2 separate regions of the Mus musculus genome follow, and region 2 is linked to region 1. The links are chromatin contacts, called in public Micro-C maps. All regions are on one chromosome and are shown on one strand. The core of a region is the stretch at or near the end of the contact, and the rest is flanking DNA. Distances in the headings are between cores, read along the strand shown.

Region 1 (6,975 bases), core at 2,282-4,781:
TTGAACTCAGGACCTCTGGAAGAGCAGTCAGTGCTCTAAACTGCTGAGCCATCTCTACAGCCCCTTTTATGACTTTCTTACCAAATCCTTTGAAATACTTATTAAAATTAAAAGTGAACTGGGCGGTGGTAGCACATGCCTTCAGTACTAGGGAGGCAGAGGCAGGTGGATCTTTGTGCATTTGAGGCCAGCTTTATCTACAGAGCAAATTCCAGGGCAGAAAGAAAAGAAAAGAAAAGAAAAGAAAAGAAAAGAAAAGAAAAGAAAAGAAAAGAAAAGAAAAGAAAAGAAAAGAAGAGAAAAGAAAAAGAAAAGAAAAGAAAAAAAGAAAAGAAAAAAAAAAAGAAAAAAAGAAAAGAAGAGAAAAGGCATTGAGTTTTTTTGGAGCTGGGGTTCTAGGCATCTGTGAGCAGAGGATGGGTGAGAAAAATTCGATTTAATTTGGTTTGGTTTCCAGGAACTCACTATGAAACCAAGGCTTGTCTCAGCTCTCAAATTCACATTACAGAAATGGATCACCCATGTTGCTGTCAGGTAAATCCGACCTGTCCCTCTGCCTCAGTTTTCAAGTTCAGAGTGCAGACATGAGTTACCACACCCAGCTTGCTATCAGGTAAACCCTGAAATGTTTGTAGATTTGAGTTTGGGCAGTTTTAGAAAGGAAAGGAGGTACCGCTTACCTCTTTTCCACTCTGCATTGAGGCTCACCTTGGGGTCTGTTTTGATCAATAAAATGTAGCACCAGCAATGACTTCTATACAACTTTTGAGCCTTGAGACATCTCTTCTTGGAACTCAAATGAGGCCAATCTACTCTACGCACACTCACTAGCCTATAGCCATCATCCTATCTGTGGGGGAGGCTAAGTTCATATTAAGGTCAAGCAAAATGCAGCTGTGTGGGTGACTATCAGACCCCAGCAAGCTGCCTGGTTGATTCCAGCCCGAGCTGCCAAACCACAGAAGAAAAAGCAACTAAAATAAGCATTTTGAACCACTAATTTGGAATATGGTTTGCAGTAAATAACTCTATAAGATTTTCTAGGAAGGGCTGAAGAGATGGCTTAGCGGTTAAGAGCACCGACTTCTGCTCTTCCAGAGGTCCTGAGTTCAATTCCCAGCAACCACATGGTGGCTCACAACCATCTGTAATGGGCATCCGATGCCCTCTTCTGCTGTGTCTGAAGACAGTGACAGTGTACCTACATATACAAAATAAATAAGGCTGGAGTTGGGCCAGAAAAAAAATTTTTTTTAAAGAAAAGAAGAGCTTTTTCTAGGGAGTTGTCGAATTTTTAAAAAAAAGGAAAGACCTTGGCTGCTCCTAGGTGTTGTGGAGGAGGAAGTTTATTGCAGAGAAGTGGGATAGAGTAGCCAGAGGCAGACACATCTGGGAGAGAAGAGAGTGGAGGAGAGAAGAGAGTGGATGTGACCCTGAACATGTGGGGAGAGGGGGAGGGGAAGGGAGACAGGGAGATCAGAGGAACCAGGTGAAGCAGCCAGGAGGCCCAAAGGAACAAAGAGGCCCAAATGGGTTTAGCCAAAATGGTTGGATTATATAAGGAAGAGCAGCCAAGCCCCTTGGGCTGGAGGGATGCAGGGAGAATCAAAGCTGGCAGCCAGTGTCCACTTTGATATGTTAAATAGGCACTTCAGCCATTTGTCCCAGGTTTGAAACCTAACAGTTATGAATAAGGAAAAGTAGCCAAAACTGCTGAGTCGTAAGTTACGTTTGTTCATTCACGAGTCGTCCATTTCCGATCTGAAAGGTTCCTGCTTGCTGTGGTGGGCAGACGCTAAGCCAAATCCCCATGGGTGTGCCTGCCTTTGTATCCCACCCTTCCCTTGAGTGTGAGGTGACACTAATGGTGTGTTTGTGACGGACAGAGTACAGTTGAACATGTCTGTCATCACAGAAGTCAGGTGGTTGAGGTAGGAGGATCTTGAATTCTACATCAGCCTAGGCTACCATAGGCTACATAACAAGACCTTGTGGGGAGAAACCTTACCAGGAGACTGTGGTCGCAGTGTTGGGTGCCCTCCTATACTTGGGCTTCGTTATATAAAATGTGGTGCCGGCAGATTCTCCTTGTTAGCGCAAGAGAATGTGTTGAGGAAGGTCACGTGGCGAGAAACTCTTCTTGGACTGGAAGTTCCCCTCTAGCTTAAGGTCAGCAGGCGGCCGAAGCTCTACGAGATCTTTTTTTACTCAATGGAGTCTGGGCATAGAAGACAATGTGAGTTCCATGGGACATCTAGTGACTCAATGTATAGACGGCTGACCGGCAGGACAGTTACATAAGCTAAATCAAGAGTAGTGGGGGATGGGTGGTCTGGGGGAATGGGTGGTCTGGAGTTGGGTGCTCAGCGGTTCAGAGCATTGACTGCTCTTCCAAATAGTCCTGAGTTCAAGTCACAGCAACCGCATGGTGGCTCACAAACATCTGTAATGGTGTCTGATGCTCTCTTCTGCTGTGTCTGAAGAGAGAGACAGTGTACTCACATACATAAAATAAATCTTTAAAAAAGCAGACTTAATTGGGAAGAGAGGCCTCTTGGTATTGCAAACTTTATATAACCCAGTACAGGGAAACGCCAGGGCCAAGAAGTGGGAGTGGGTGGGTAGGGGAGCAGGGCAGGGGGGAGGGTATAGGGAACTTTCAGGATAGCATTTGAAATGTAAATAAAGAAAATATCTAATAATAAAAAAAAAAGAATCCAAAAAAAAAAAAAAAAAAAAAAGCAGACTCAAGGCGAGTCCAGATGTGATGGGTGGAAAATAAATAGACTCCATCTCGGTTTTCTTCTAAAATGGCACAGAATTCAAATTTGAAAACAGGTCAGGATTTACCTGACAGCAACATGGGTGATCCATTTCTGTAATGTGAATTTGAGAGCTGAGACAAGCCTTGGTTTCATAGTGAGTTCCTGGAAACCAAACCAAACTAAAACGAATTTTTCTCACCCATCCTCTGCTCACAGATGCCTAGAACCCCACTCCAAAAAAATCAATGCCTTTTCTTTTCTTTCTTTCTTTCTTTCTTTCTTTCTTTCTTTCTTTCTTTCCTTCTTTCTTTCTTTTAGATTTATTTATTATTATATCTAAGTACACTGTAGCTGTCTTCAGACACACCAGAAGAGTTCTCATTACAGATAGTTGTGAGCTACCATGTGGTTGCTGGGCTTTGAACTCATGAACTCATGCTCTTCCAAAGGAAGAGCAGTCAGTGCTCTTAACCACTGAGCCATCTCTCCAGCCCCTTAATGCCTTTTCTGATCTTCTCAGGTGATATGTACACATGCAAGTGTGTACATGAGCACACAAACACACACACTCACACACACTCACCAATAGTAGCACAATTCTGGAATTTCAACATTCTGGTATTTGAGGCAAGAGGATTGGTTGTGAGTTTGAGGCTATCTGAGCTACATGGAACATTTCCAGTCATCTTGGCCCATATATGGAGAACCAAAACAAACACAAGAGAACAGGATGGGTGTACCTGAATTGAAAGAGCTCGAGGCCCTAGGGCATGTGAGGCCATGGGGTGAGGGTGGGGCACCCACTCTGTTTAACACTGCAGATTAAATGACTACACTGCTCTGGAAACTGCAGTGTTTAACCCATTGACCTGGAAGCAACCTTTACTCCTAGAACAAAGACAGATGGCTTGTGAGAAAACTGGATGGACATCTACAGCCTTAGAGGGTGGTTTCTCCCTTATCACACCCTGATTTACTAAAATTCCTGGGCAGGAGGAGACCTTCCCCCCTCCCCCCCGCCCCCCATGGTTGACTTGAGAACCTGAGAATTATTTGTTCTGAGAAGGCGGGAGAGGAAAAAAAAAAGCAAAAACAACCGTGTCCCCCGCCCCCCAACTATGAAAATATCTGTGTGAGGGGCTGTTTTCCAGGTCAGTGAGGACATTTCCACTGAACTGAGAAACAGAGGTGCAGAGAGCAACATAAAGAAGGGCTTTCCCTGGGGCTGGAGAGATGGCTCAGTGGTTGAGCTCATATGTATAGTGAGCTCCATGTAAGTCCTTTGAAAGTGCTCTTGGGGTACATTTTCAGTACAAGGGAAATCCTTAAATACGAGCCATATATGATTCCCAAGGGCAATCCTAACCTTACCCAGACACTCAATTAATTAATTAACTAATTAATTAATTAGCTTCTTGAATCAGGGTTTTTCTGTTTACTCCTGGCTGTTCTGGCTCTGTAGTCCAGGCTGGCCTTGAATTCACAGAGATTTACCTGTCTCTGCCTCTTGAATGCTGGGATTAAGGGCGTGTACAACCACTGCCGAGCAAGATACCTCAATTTTAAAAAAAAATTATTTATTTATTTTATGTATATGAGTACACTGTAGCTGTCTTCAGACACACCAGAATGGGGCATCTGATCCCATTGCAGATGGTTGTGAACCACCATGTGGGTGCTAGGAATTGAACTTAGGACCTCTGGAAGAAGAGTCAGTGCTCTTAACTGTTGAGCCATCTCTCCAGCCCAAGACACCTCTATTTTAAACTATGTTTTTCACTGAATAGTTCTACAGGCTCAGTACTAAAGCTGGTATATTTTAGTCCTTAAATGAGATATTTAGCTATTCAAATTAAAAGTGTGAAGACGGTTTGAAGTATATTTAAAATATCCTAATTTTAGCCAGGCATGGTGGCACATGCCTTTAATTCCTGTACTTGGGAAGCAGAGGCAGGTGGATCTCTAAGAGTTTGAGGCCAGCCTGGTCTACAGAGTGAGTTCCAGGACAGCCAGGGCTACGTAATAGAGAGACCTCATCACAAATAAGCATCGATGTGTAGGTCAGAGGACAACTTGTGGGAGTATTTCCTTTCCCTCTGTACGATTCCCACAGATTGAACTGGGGCAGTCAGGCTTGTCAGCAAGCATTTGTAAACACTGACCCATCTCACTAACTAATTAAAGGCAAGGGTCACTAACGCTCAACGTTTTGATGAGTTATGAGTCTACATTGACACTGCTGTCCACTTCAAAACACAGCTTCTCTGACCAAGGTTGAAAGCAGCATTAATCTATGGATAGAAACATATTTTATAATTTATTAATAACGATAAAATTTAGAATTATAACATACAGCAGGACCAGGAGAACCATACCAGCATGTTTTCAAATTCCTAGCCCGTTTCGTTTGGAGATTGGGGCAATTGAACAGGTATTCTCATGTGTTCTTTGTGTTTTCAAAATTAGGGTGTTTGTATGTTTGCTAGTTTGTATGCACATACTCATACAGGTATCCACTCCAAAAAAATGACAGCTAAGCTCTCAAGTTTCCAAATAAGACATCTTCATCCACCTTGAGGCTCAGGGCTCAGCTCAGAGGCGGGATTGGAGATAATGTAAGAGTTGAAGCATGTGCACTCATGAACTTACTGGAGCTGTGGTCGCCTGCACACGACAGACACGACATCAAGCCAGTCAGCACTCTAGCAGGCTCGGACTCTGCAGGTTCCGTCTTGAGCTGAGTAATAATTGGTAATAGTTAGCTTCTGGAGGAAGAGGAGTCATTTTTTGTGGGTGTGACCACAGATAGAGCACTCATGTTCCTGTGACTGGCCTCCCATGTATGCATACAGCACTAATTCCACTCAGTGAGGTTTTTTTTTTTAAGAGAGAGAGGATGGGAAGGTGGAAGGGAGAGGTCAGGAGATCAGGGGGAGTAGGAAGGATGAGCTGGGGGTGAATAGGATCAAGGCGCCTTGTTTGCATGTATAAATAAATCCATTTATAAATGTATATATAAATACATAGTATTGTCAAAGCATAAACAAAAGTATTTTTAAAAGATCCCAAACAAAAGAAAAGAACAACAAAGAAAAACACATTCCAGAGATTGTACACACACACACACCCACACCAAAATTTCCCCTCAATAACATATTATCTTGGAACACACTACTACCCAAACCTAATCCAAAGAGCTATACTTTTGTTGTATTTATTAAAGTAAATTTTACATACTGCAAAATTTAGCCCTCCCCCAACGTAGAATTTAAACATATTCAAATATGTCAACATGATCAATTTTAGGACTTTTATTTTTTAAACCCCTAAAAGAATCTCATACTCATTAGTGTTGCTGCCTATTCTGACACTCTAGGCAAACGTTTATTTACTGTCTATTTGTACAGCTGTACTTAATTCAGGATATTTCACAGAGTCCCACACTAGATCACTGTAACTGTTTTCCCCTGCTTAGCATATTTTCAAGGGTGATTCATGACAGCGTGTGCCCTACTCCTTCTTACAGCTAGCAATACCCTGTGGTATGGGTATACTAAATGTTATTACCCAACCATCAGCTGAAGGGCAGAGTTGTTTTCACTTCATTATTCCAGACAGTTCTGTTATGAACATTTATGCTTGCTTTCATGTAAACAAGGTCTTCTTCACCTGGGTATTTACCTAAAAGTGGAAGGGTTGGGTCGTGTGGAAACTCTGTTTAATGTTATGAGAAATTGACAAACTGTTTTCCAAAGTGTCTGCATCTTTTGAATTCCTACAAATACTATATATGGAGGTTTATATTTCTCTACATCCTTGAGAATGCTAGTATGATTTTTATTAAAGCCACCTTGGGTGGTTGTGAATTGGTATAACTCTCTCTCTCTCTCTCTCTCTTAAAGATTTATTTAATTATTATATATAGGTACATTGTAGCTGTTTTCAGACACACCAGAAGAGGGCATCAGATCTAGTTATGATGGTTGTGAGCCACCATGTGGTTGCTAGGATTTGAACTCAGGACCTTCGGAAGAGCAGTCAGTGCTCTTAACCGCTGAGCCATCTCTCCAGCGCCCCCAGATCTCTTTTAGTGTTGGGTTTAAACCCTGGTCCCTGCATGAGCACCTACTCTACCAAGCATGGGTTGGAGTATTGCCTCAGAGGTTAAGAGCACCAGCTGCTCTTCTGAAGGTCCTGGGTTCAATTCCAG
Region 2 (6,975 bases), core at 2,769-5,268, 450 kb after region 1:
AGCAGGGGTTGGGGCAGAGGGGCACGCTGTCTGCTGGAGAGATGAAATTAGTCCTCACCAGCCCCAGAAATCCCCAAGAATCTCTACAGTCTGAAGACACAAAGAGCAATGCAATGCCTCGATAACCAGCGCGATGTATAAAGAGTCGTCATTGTGAGCTGCTTGCGTGAAAGTAGAGGAAGACTGTCAAAGCCCTCTTTGCATCTTGGGAGTTATCCATATGTCATCCTTTCTTCCAGAATGACTTTCCACATACGGAAGGTAAGGCTGCATGCAAGGAGCCGGATGAGTGGCTCAGGCATGTATGACTGAGGTCGTTGGATAGCAGACCAGCAAGTAGGAGGTAGTGTAGAGTAGCAAGGTAAAGAGATGCCCCTTGTGGTGGTGGGGGCGGGGGAGGGGGGAGAACCCTCCACCAGAAGGCGAACTCTTTTTTTCAATGAGACCAATATCCCTTGCCCAGTAGCATTAGTGCGGCAGCCTCCAGAGTCTTCCCCAAGGCAGCTGAAGAGGGCGGACTCCCAGGCCTGACCTTAAACACAGAGGCAGTCTGCTGTAAATCAAGTAACTTCATGGAGGGCCTTGCCCTCTCAGATTCACAGTAGGACCCCTGGGACTGACTAAACAAAGCCAAATTTCAAGTGAATGAAAACTTCATGGCTAGCCTCCCTTTCCCACATGGCTGCCTGTACTTGCATAGTGAGCAGACCAATCAAAATAACTTTCATCTTGGCTAATTAGAAAAACAACTCTCCTTCCCTCCTCAGACAGGGGGACCTCTTGAGATGAAAAAAGGTAGCCCCCCATAGAGTGTTAACAGCTAAGGCCTGCAATTGGGGGGAGTCCAACTTTAGACCATCTCAGGCATTTTCTCTCTCTCTCTCTCTCTCTCTCTCTCTCTCTCTCTCTCTCTCTCTCTCTCTCTCTCTGAAGGCAGTTCAGATTCTCTGCTCAAATATCTATAGGGTACATAGCATGTCCCCCGACATTGTGCCACAAACTTGAGTACACCCTAAGTCCTGACTGCACAAGAGGGTAGGTAGGTGGCCGGGAGCACAAGTGGGACCCTCCTACACCCATGGGTGCTCCTCTGGACTGTTCTTGAAACCTTTGCTTTTGTAAAACAAGGTACGGTGCGAATGGAGGGCTGAGGGAAAGCCGACTGTTCTCAGGTCTGTGCTGAGCACGTGACCATGGGTAAACTCTCTAAACCTCCTCCCTTAGGCTCTCTAGCTATAAAAAGAGGGTAAAGCCGATCCTGGGCTACATACCAAGATCGTATGTGAGGGAGTTTGGAAAGCAGATCTGTGAGTGTAATACAAGCAGAGCTTCACACAGCTAAATCCATCCCGTGCGCAGAGCCTTTCGTTTAATGCCTGGATGGTCCCTGGATGAGGGTATTTGGGGGCATTTTCTACAAAGGCAGCCATCAAGGGCGACAGGTCAGAGAGCCTCATTGCTAGAGTTTTAAATATCTCTCCTTGCTCATCTATTAATGGGGTCTGAGCTGGCTAACCCAGGACCCAAAATGAAGGCACGCACTTACGTTACATTTCACCCGACCTGGGAGAGAGCTGAACTCACAGGGCAAGCGAGAGTACTTCTTATGTTTTTAAATCAGCTATTAGTGTGCCTGTCCTAGCCCAAGATAGAAAATTACATGTTTTCAGCTCTTCCAGTGTTTTATTTTGTCATAATTTAGTGCTTATATTTAGATGCCCCTTCACAGTATCACAATGTTAAAGTGACTGCCAGCCACTTGTGATTGCTAAGACTCTTTGCAGTTTGAAGAGACAAACAGTAATGTTTCAATAACCAATATATAAACAGTAGTAATGTCTCAATAACTAATATGACGTTTAAAATTTTTATTTTTTTCTTCATTTCTGGGGTTGAATGCAGAGCTCAAAAGAAAGGTGGTTGTGTTTTCTGATACAATCTTTCCCCGGTTTATTAACTCAAGATCTATCTCATGTTTTTTCTCTTTATTATAAATAGTAATTTCTTATCAGGCCATAACTTATACATCCAAATGAATCTCTTCCTCCCAGAAATAGCTAAAAGAAAAAAAAATCCTTAAGGTTGTTTTTTTAAAAAAAAATGTACTGATGAAGATTGATCCAAGAAAACTATTTTAAAATGTGTTGGCTTAAAAGTATGAATTTGACTGTGTTAGAACCAGTGGCTTTATTTTGTCTGTACCGAGTTGTATGAATAGTCATTCTTAATACAACTGGGTTTGTCACTGCTTAGAGTGAAGGTAGTCCTGTCTGTCAACCAGAATTCACCCAGCTTAAATGTGTCAGGACATGCTGTCCAAATATAGTACAGATGAAAGAATATAAGACAGATAAAAGATCCACATGCCTTGAGCAGCTTAGCATATTAAAGGTTTGTGCATCACCCAAAAGGGCAAGTTTTACTCTTGAGAGCTTTCTGAGGGCAGGTATTGGGCAACCACATCCTAAGTCTTGTGTATCCTAGGCCAGCCCTGCCCTACAGAGCAGCATTTCCAGCCCTTGGTTTTGTGAGACAGGGTCTCATCGTGTAGCTCGAGCTGACCTTGTTCTTGCTATGTAGCTGAGGTTGGCCTCGAACTTCGGCCTCAGCTCCCTGAGTGCTAAGGTTACAGGTGTACAGCACCATACTCACTCCGAGCTCAACTGAGGACTCTTAATCTTAGGCCACATGAGAAAAAGACCCGGGATGGAAGCAGGCTCAGTCGCTGGGAGAACAAATAGTTCTCAGTTCTCGCTTTCTAGGTAAGAAAAGCAGATTCACTTAAGCTTTTTTTATCCTCCTCATAAGAATAATGTACAATTATGATTGATGCCACTGCTTTTCATATCATCAATTGAAAAGAGAGCTCTTTACCAGTGGCCAGGTCCCCCCCTCCAATAAATAATGTCATAGAACAATTTACCCAAAATGTACGGTTTTGCCACTCTTTCTTTTTTTTTTTCAGGCAATGTTTTACCTCGGGTGCTTGTCACCCCCTCACTGGTTCACCCGTCCCGTGATGAGACAGGACTCAGCCACCCACAGTAATGTTATTAATGCATATATGGATCCGTTTCACGAAGAAGACAATGAATCTCGTGATAGAAAATCCTATAGCTGTAGCCATGGCAATCTTCTGGAATTCTTTTCTGTCGGGTTTGGTGCATCTTTTAACCAGCTGAACTGAGTCCTTTACAAACTGCCGACTTGGCTCTACAAACTGCATTACCTGATCCATGTTTGTGGGATGGCGGTTTGAGAGCGGAGAGGCACGTAGCTTGCCTCTGTTTCTTTAATTCCGTATGTGTGGACTCCAGTGGATCTCATTGCATTTGCTGCTGCCCCACAACACAGCTCCTCGACATTAGCCAAATAGTTTCCTACTTGCTGTCATGACAGTCAGACAGACAGACAGACACGTGTACGAGACAGTTCCAGACATTGGCCTAAGGTTCTTTGCTTTTCCAAGTTGCCCAATATCACTGACCTTCTCCTCAACCAAAATAACAGACTCACTTATAGAGTGTTTATATAGAGTTTCCCACACGATAGGTTATGAGAAGCTATTCTTTTTTTTTATTTTTATTTTTAGAGCTTTATTTACTTTTTATTTATATGAGTACACCGCAGCTGTCTTCAGACACACCAGAAGAGGGCATCAGATTCCATTACAGATGGCTGTGAGCCACCATGTGGTTGCTGGGAATTGAACTCAGGACCTCTGGAAGAGCAGTCAGTGCTCTTAACCACTGAGCCATCTCTCCAGCCACAAGAATCTATTCTTTTATTAACTTTGGTGCTGGCTAGTCTTATGTCAACTCAATACAAGCTAGAGTTATCTGAAAGGAGGGAAACTCTACTGAGAAAATGTCTCCAGAAGGTCCAGCTGTAAGGCATTGTCTTAATTATGATTGATGGGGGAGGACCCAGCCCTTTGTGGGTGGTGCCATCCCTGGGCTGGTGGTCCTGAGTTCTATTAAGAAAGCAGGCTGAGCAAGCTATGGAGAGCATGCCAGTAAGCAGCATCCCTCTACAACCTCTGGGACAGCTCCTGCCTCCTTGGACTCCTGCTGATCCTGGACTCCTGAGCCTTCTACCTTGCCTGTGCAGTGTCAGGATTGTAAGTGTGCACTATGGTGCTCAGCTGGACGCTCATTGCTCATTGTCTCTGTTGTAATGAAAGGGAGGAGACTTTCTACAGTCTCAACCTGTCTGTATCCATGTTAGTCCCTCGCTTCTATAGGTCCTTGTACATCCCTCCAAAAGCAGGATTTCTTCAAGAATGGGATTTGTGGGCTTTTGGTTTGTGTGGTGTGTGTGTGTATGTGTGTGTGTCTGTGTGTGTGTGTATGTGTGTATGTGTGTGTATGTGTGTGTGTATGTATGTGTGTATGTGTGTGTGTGTGTGTGTGTGTATGTGTGTGTGTGTCTGTGTGTGTGTCTGTGTGTGTGTCTGTGTATGTGTGTGTGTGTATCTGTGTGTATTCTACATAGCATGGTTGTGAAGGTCAGAGAACTTGCAGAACTCAGTCCTCTTCTTTCACCAGGTGCGACTCAGGAACTCAGATTATTAGGCTAGGCACTAGGTACTTCAGCCACTGAGCCATCTTGCTGGCCCCAAGCACAGGGTATCATTACGTCTAGAATTCTCTCTCTCTCTCTCTCTCTCTCTCTCTCTCTCTCTCTCTCTCTCTCTCCCTCTCTCTTTCTCTCTCTGTACATATGTGTGCATGTGTGTGTCTGTGTGTCTGTATGCCTGCATGCCTGCATGCACACACATGATGTATGTAAGAGGGACATCTTTTTTTTTTTTTTTTTTTTTTTTGTAAGCCACTCTTGACCCTTTCATCATGCAAGACTTTCATTGATGATAAGGAGTCAACAGACGTGGCTGACATTTCCATAAAGGAAGTATCTCCTACCGTGAGATAAGACTAAGATAACCAAGGTTTCTAAAATAAAAAAAAAAAAAAAGACTATCAGCAAAATTCCTGGAAGAAAGTCCCTGTGTGAAACTGCTGAACACCACCAGACACACACAACCGAGATGAGGAATTAGGGTGTTTGCTCACTACATCTTCCTTCTTTCCCAAGGCAACGCCCACCTCTCTCGTTATCCTCACAGCCACAGAGAGACTACATAATACCCAATTACATATATGCTGCAGACAAAACTGTTAACTTATTAAGCCACTTTCAATTTAACCCTCATGTCTCCGGATGATTTACTAACTGCTTACGACTGGCGAGAAGAGGGGGTGCATCAGGGCTCCCACTCTGCAACCCTGTCTTCACTTCCCGCCCCTCAGATGCCCACCCTTAGCACAGTCTCACCCCAGCCAGGTTCGACCTCAACTTTCTTCACATTAACCATCTCTTAACACCATCTAACAACATGAATTGTTGCTTTTTTCTTCAAACTGAAAACTCTGCCTTTTAAACTTAGATCTTCTGCTTCCCAAGAGTCTAGATTTTTTGTGCAAACAAATTTACCAGTGTTCTACTCCCCACCCCACCCCCACCAGACAGAGAGGCTCAGCACTAGTCAAAGAGAACAATCAAGACTCAGCACGGCAACAGACTGCAGTTAGCACAGACGCTCACTCGCTAATCAATGATAACGAACCACTTTAGGATGCTCTGCCACGCATAGAACAGCTATATCATCCGCTTCCATCCAAGGCTCGGGGGATATCACAAAAAAGAGAGACCAGAAAGGTTAAGAGCCAGAGGTTAGGGAAAATAGTCATAAAATAGTCTTCTGGAAAGGACAGGGCTGTGGTACTTGTAAGCCCACAGCAGTGTGGGGTCTACACAAGATCAAAGTAAGCAACAGTCCAGGTCGGATGGAGAAGAGATTTGTGAGGATGTCCCTACCGCAAGCTGAAAGCTATTGGCAGTTGGGGTCGGCTAGGGGAGGAAAGAGTCAGTTTTCTTCAGTGGTGTGGCCTCTTGTAGGTGGCTGTGCACCAGGGGATGTTCTGTACCCATGCTACGGGCAACTCTAATTGAGCACAGTGGGTTCATAGAGGAGGAAGACAAAAGAGAGAATATGATGTTGGAAGGTAGGGGTGGGTGTGGGTCTGGGAAAGCTGGACGGGGGAAGGGCCAGGCCATATTATCATTTCGACATACGTTGTATGTATGCTGAAAACTCTCAATGAATAAAACCAAAAAAGTTTAGATACTTGTGATCCAGCTAGGTGCAGTAATCCTGTGCATGGGTACAGCTCTCTGGCACCTGCTGGTAGCTGGCAAAGCCAAGCCATCCATTTTGCATGCATACCATCACACCACTCTTTCTTCGATCCACTGTGCCGCTGAGCACACAGGAAGCAACCTATCTGGAACACTTAGAAACACAGAAAGATGCTTGCTTCTTTGTTTTTCAATGTCCCGCTGTATTCAGTTAGTGCTGCTTACATGCTCATGGGTGTAGGCCATCCCATGAAACATGAGTAACTTTACAAGTGACTACAATCCCAAAGAATGATGACTCTCCCCCACCATCATCATCTTCCAATAGCTCTTTATCTAGGGGTGGGAGGTGGGGGTGCCAGGTAGGGGTGGGAGGTAGAGGCAGGATGTGGGTGTGGATCCTCCCTAACGCTGACATCCATCCATAACACCAAATAAAGACGAAGTAAAGTTGGGAGAAAGATGTGGTGGGTGACATGCTTAGAGTCCAGAATGGGTGGATAGGATCATAATGCATTTTTAAATTAAATTTTAAAAAAGGACAGAAAAACAATGTTGTCAACCCAGGGTCCTAGTGTGCTGAGACTGGCTCCCACTGGCTTCAGTTATGGGAGGAAGTGAGTTTTCAATAGAACCTGCCATTTTTTCCTCAGCATGGCTAGCTCTTAGATAGGACTCCCATTTTAGAGACCTAGAGCCGAGAAGAGTCAAGCAACTTGCTCCAAAACACACAAACACCATGAGCTTGAAGCTGTAAGAGAGCAAAGGCAGTTTTTC

The links. Hi-C and Micro-C count contacts between places; a contact is called where the count stands out from the background.
Region 2: a Micro-C map of the G1E-ER4 cell line shows a contact between it and region 1. The contact joins two enhancer-like sites. A contact is called at or near these places in 2 of 39 promoter capture datasets (cranial neural crest and liver), 2 of 484 Hi-C or Micro-C datasets (both in the G1E-ER4 cell line) and 5 of 115 datasets of contacts at active chromatin or transcription factors (embryonic forebrain, embryonic stem cells, epiblast stem cells and 2 more).

The regions. Positions count from the first base shown.
Region 1 is chr15:12,309,935-12,316,909 of GRCm38.p6, forward strand. No RefSeq gene overlaps it. Among named protein-coding and RNA genes, the nearest start is that of Gm52210, 7.2 kb to the right of the region's middle. Within about 2 kb of position 3,532, at least 14 of the 459 cell types and tissues checked have an H3K27ac peak or open chromatin away from gene starts, as enhancers often do. A contact at or near this core is called in the G1E-ER4 cell line, where this site is marked.
Region 2 is chr15:12,762,138-12,769,112 of GRCm38.p6, forward strand. It overlaps the pseudogene Gm17756. Among named protein-coding and RNA genes, the nearest start is that of Pdzd2, 26 kb to the left of the region's middle. Within about 2 kb of position 4,019, at least 2 of the 459 cell types and tissues checked have an H3K27ac peak or open chromatin away from gene starts, as enhancers often do. A contact at or near this core is called in the G1E-ER4 cell line, where this site is marked.